Linked DNA regions of Cricetulus griseus: region 2 is linked to region 1. The links are chromatin contacts, called in public Hi-C maps. All regions are on one chromosome and are shown on one strand. Each heading gives the region's core, a stretch centred on a gene start, on an enhancer-like site or on the middle of the called end of the contact. The rest is flanking DNA. Distances are from core to core; before and after follow the strand shown. Region 1 overlaps Xxylt1 (xyloside xylosyltransferase 1). Region 2 overlaps Xxylt1 (xyloside xylosyltransferase 1).

What was found. Hi-C and Micro-C count contacts between places; a contact is called where the count stands out from the background.
Region 2: a Hi-C map of fibroblasts shows a contact between it and region 1, with 4 times the contacts expected there. The contact joins two enhancer-like sites. A contact is called at or near these places in 5 of 8 Hi-C or Micro-C datasets (the CHL-YN cell line, the CHO-K1 cell line, fibroblasts and 1 more).

The regions. Positions count from the first base shown.
Region 1 is chr4:58,380,700-58,383,223 of CriGri-PICRH-1.0, forward strand. All of the region lies in intron 1 of Xxylt1 (xyloside xylosyltransferase 1), which reads left to right. Among named protein-coding and RNA genes, the nearest start is that of Xxylt1, 18 kb to the left of the region's middle. Within about 2 kb of position 1,267, at least 2 of the 6 cell types and tissues checked have open chromatin away from gene starts, as enhancers often do.
Region 2 is chr4:58,480,333-58,482,856 of CriGri-PICRH-1.0, forward strand. The region is part of intron 3 of Xxylt1 (xyloside xylosyltransferase 1); the gene reads left to right. Among named protein-coding and RNA genes, the nearest start is that of Xxylt1, 120 kb to the left of the region's middle. Within about 2 kb of position 1,264, at least 3 of the 6 cell types and tissues checked have open chromatin away from gene starts, as enhancers often do.

The DNA of each region.
Region 1 (2,524 bases), core at 17-2,516:
TTTTAGTATGTTATCATTGTGGGATCTCACCCATCTCTGACACCTCACACCCATTAGTCCCTTCCTAACCCTTGGTGCTCTGAATCTTTATGTCTGTCTCCATGGAGATTTTAAGACAGGTCTTGTGCAGGCTAAATGGGTTGCAGGAGTAGATGCAGGCAGGTGAGCAATGAGGGTGAGCATTGTGGAGTAGCTGCAGGAAGTGAGGGGGCTGCTGGGGAGCGGCGCAGCTCAGACACCCTGTGAGCGCTATTCCAAGGCATGTGGGATCATGCTAACCAGAGAGGGAGAGAGGTGTCAGCTCTCCAATAGAGGTTGCCCCGGCTGAGATAGCCTCGATGGCAATGGTAAGCTTTAGAGACTCTTTTTAGGGTTTGGACCCACTGCCCCTCCTTCTGTCATGAAGAAATCCTGATGCTTCTGGGAGGGACTCCTATGTTTCTCTTACCATAGAGAGCTAGGGAGGTTCCTGACCTGCCCAGAACTCCTTCCGGCATCAGTGCTTGGTGGGCCCCTCAGCCTCTGCCCTTGATCCAGACGTTAGTGGACAGAGTCTGCCCAGGAATTGCTTATCTTGGTTCTAGGTCTTTCTCTTCTGGCTTTCATGAATAGGCTTTCCAGTCTAAGCTTCAGTTTCTCACCTGTAAGTGATGGATTAGTTACTTTTCCATTACAGTAACAAATTCCCCGGCTACTCAGTCTATAAAGAGTGGTTGGTTTGTTGTATGCGGAATTGAACCAAGGCCTCTTGTGTACTAGGCAAGTGCTCTACATCAAGCTTTATCTCCACTCCACCAAGGACTATTTTAGATAACAGGTTTAACCTTTCTGTCCATAATCAAACAAAACCATTTTTTACAGGTCTCTGGTGGGGTGTCGGATGGCAGTAGCCAGAACACACACTGTACAACCCAGTTCACTTGGATGGGAATTGAAAGGAAGGAAGAAGAAGGAACTGAGGTCCCAGTGTTCCCTGCAAGCACACACCTCCAATTCCTTAGAGCTCCCACTGTGGGTTAGGAGATTGCTTAATTGGTAAAATGTTTGCTGGGCAAGCATTAAGACCCGATCCCACATCCCCAGCACTCATGTAATAACCAAGGGGTGTGTGTGTGTGGTTTTGTCCTTAGTTCTGGGGAGGCAGAGCCAGGAGTATGCCTCAGGCTTGCCTCTGTTGCCTGTACACTCGCACACACATGGAACTCCCACTGAGTCACAGCTCTTCAAAGTTCTAGCATTTTCCTATTGTGCCACAGGCTGACCAGCAAGTTCATCATGCAGACCTCTGGGATTCTAAAATTCCTTTATGCAGATGGTGGTGGAAGGATAGGGACTTTCCAGCCCTGAGTCACATGTTCAGCTGTCTTACTTACTGGTGGCTCTAAAATGGAAATAGGAAGTTGCAAGCACACGTTCTTCTAGAATTTGTTCAGAAAGGAGGCTAGGAGGTGAAGGGAAGAGGCTGCTGTTCAGCCCTTCCTGGTATGGTTCCTGGTATGACCCTCAGAGTTTTCATTGCTGGGAGATTTGGGTTGATTTCCTGGCCTCAGGCCTGAGGAGATGAGGGGTATAGAATCTCCCCAGCCCTCTCCAGTGTTTGTCATCTCTCCAAGGATCACAGCAGTCGCCACAGTTCAATGAGCCCCTGAGGAGCAGGCATTATGCTGGAGCCTACCTTGGTCCTGCCTTTGGTACAAAGAATAGTTGTCTTCATGTAGAGAGGTGTTCTCTCTTGAAGAGAAGTTGTACAGTTGAGGCCCCTGGCCCAAGGCAGAGTGATCGCTTGCTCAGAGCCACAGGCAGTGAGCAGTGGAGCTGGACCACTACCTTTCTGACACGTGAGCACTGTATCCTTCCTGAATGGCTGTTGATTTGGGTGGTTCTTCCTTATCCCTCTGAAGCAGGGGATGCTCTGTGAGATTTGGGGCCCCAGTGGAATGGTGACCGGGGCACTATCTCCTGCATTTACTTGACAGCAGGTCACAGAAAGTCTGGGTTGGAGGAAGTCTAGTACCTTCAAGTTACCTATGAGGGAATTGGGCCCAGGAAAGGCCAAGTGACTTTCCTAAGAGGGCACTGTCTTAGTCACTGTTCTGTTGCTGTGATAAAAACACCACAACCAAGTTAACTTAGAAAAGAAAGCACTTACTGTTTCAGAGGGTTGGAGTCCATGATGGCAGGACAAAGGCATGGCTGCAGGAATAGCTGAGAGCTCAGTTCTTGATCACCAAATAGGAAGCAGGGGTGGGGGAGTGGGGGGAGAACAAGCTCAAGAGAGTTTATTGGGAATCACATGGGTCTTTTGAAACCTGAAAGCATGTTCCCCCTGACATGCCTCCTCCAACAAGGCCACCCCTCCTAATCCTTCCCAAACAGTTCCACCAACTGGGGAACTACACATTCAAACATGGACCTATGTGTCCATTGTCATTCAAATCACAATCATCACATAGCTGGACAAGGGCTTCTGGGACTCCGTGGATTCCCTGTCTCCCTGTCCACCTTCTCTTTGGCTCATTCCTGA
Region 2 (2,524 bases), core at 14-2,513, 100 kb after region 1:
AATTGGCTATTCTTGAACAAGGTGCCAGTTGTACCTGGTTCCAAACACTTGGGTGTACTGGGTTGTATATTTTCATAAATGTAATTTTTGGCATTTCTAGTTACTGTTTCTGCAAAGCTCTTTTCAATACATGATTATATTTAGCAAAGGAAAATGAATAGACACAAGAGGCCTATGGCATTGAACTTGTATCTGGCCATCCGGCTGCCTCTCTGAGTCACCGAGATCTCTTGGCTATGGTGTCTGGTCTATGGAGTGAGGAATGAGACTCCACATGGCGAGTGGTGTCCAGACAGCCTTTAGAAATCTTCCTTGGGTAGGGTAATTTCAACTTGTGTTAAAGTTGATGTGACTCAACTGTGGAGATATATGGCATCAGTTGTATTTGCTGCACGCAAGGCCCCTCCCCAGCACTGGCTAGCACCCACTGGAGAAGGGGCCCCACTGTGGAAGCTGAAGCAGGTGGTTTTTCCATGCCAGGATTTAAATTTCCCCATTTAAGAAATGAGGCATTCCCACCATGCCTGCCTCATGAGGATGTGAGAAATGAAGGTGGCAGCCTTGTTGGCCAACTGGAATGCTCAGAAGGACTGGGGACAGTTTAATTCTGACTGTCCTCGATGAGTATGCCTTGGAGCCCACAGCCCTTTCTTCCTTCTGAAGGTTGGGAGGAGACAACCTGCTGTCTTGTCAAGTGATGCTGCAAATGGAAAGCCATGCTAGGCGAGCAAACTGTAGCACCCTATTCCACAAGGCACGGGCGGATGCCTCCATGTGTTTGTGATTTATTTTATTTCCTACCCTGTTACCAACAGAAAGAGACTAAGGCGTCTGTAATTTTATTATCTTCCATGTGCAGTTTATTGCTTGTCTGTGGGGTGCTTGGCCAGAGCATCTCCTTGCCTTCCTCTCCCTGTCCGTCCACCTTGACCTAGGAGAGTAAATGCAGAGAGGATCCCCCTGTGTCTTGAGGGGGCAGGATGGGAGCCATCCACTTGAGTACTGATTTGGATGTAGCTGAACAATGGGGAAACAAAAGAGGCTTCTAATAGCGGAACTGGGTCGCTGCTCTCAGCTACCCTGCAGCAGCTTTCCTAGGCAGTGCTCCTCTGTTCCTCCCTCATCTGTCTGTACTGAGCAACCTGCTCTGCACGGCAGGACTGCAGTACCACACATGACCAGCAGGGGTCTCACCTGGGTTGCTCTGGGTTGTTATACAGACATGAGATCCTTCTACAGTCTCCTCCCCTACCATACACTGATTGGCTGAGCCCTGTAAATGGCCAGGCTAATCATACTTGGATGCCACTTTGAGTCACAGCAAACTGGAGATGGTTGGTCCCATGGGAGAGGTGGAGGGGAAGGAATGCACGTAAATCAGGATCCCCCTCTATGCAGAACATTAGTGGGTAGCAAATAGAGGTCTCTTTGGTCTCCAGGAGAACCTTACTACTTTTTGGAGTTATCAGTGATAAAGTAACTGTTGGTTATTCTGTCACTTTATTAATAATGACAAGTTGGATACTGGATGTAAGGAACTCACATTAGCTTAAAGCATTCCATCCGCACAAGAATCAATACCTGTGTGGTTCAAGTCAACAGCTAAATGCTACATATATACCAGGGAGACGCTGCCTGACAGTAACCAGAAGCCTCGCAGGCAAATGTGAACACAGCCTCTAAAGGGGAAGCTACGATGTGGTGCTGTTGCCATGAAGGCAAGAGGAAGAGGCAAGTCCTTCAATGCTGTGCTGTGACAGTGTCACGGAGAAAGGAAAGGAAAGCCCTGCGAAGCTGTGGACACTGGAGTCCTGGCAGGTCAACCATAGTGGTGCCCCGTCTAAACAGTGTATGTTCACCCTGCTCACCCCAATGGAAGCAGATCTCCAGGTCATTGCCGTGTGGAGTCTGGTTTCTGGAACTGTCCAGCTGCTTCCGCACGAGACAGCTTAGCAGTCAGACCCTGCAGAAGTAGCCTTGCTGCCCAGAGCAGGCCTTGCATAATGTCAGACCTAAATTCTCTATTCGCTGCTTCTTTTTACATGAAGAACGTACTAACCACCCTTAGTCGTTAACTGTTGTTATGTAATAATATCTTGCTGTTATGTCATCCATCGCTCCACGTCTAGCATACACAGACGTTTGTTTGCCGGTGACTGAGCCTCTCCACTGTGGATTCCAGGTGACACTTTGATGTTGAGCCTAGTAAGTCTGGTCATTTACTTCCTCGACTTCTGTTTCTGAAGTCTCGTTTCTCTCTCAGGGCTCCTGCCCTTTCATCACCCCACCCCACACCATGGAACAGCACCTGGGTCCCTCATGGCTCCCAGAGTGGTCCTGTTGCTCAGTAAGTCCTGTAGTCCTAGGCGCCTATATTCCATTCACCATGAATCCCTCTCTGAATTTGACTGCAGTTGTCTGTGGTCTTGTTTGTCACCTTGATTAGATTAAGAAACAGTGCCCTATAAAGGCACTTCCTGGGAGGACTGAGGAGAGATGAACTTCCTGGCATGTGGGCAGTGCC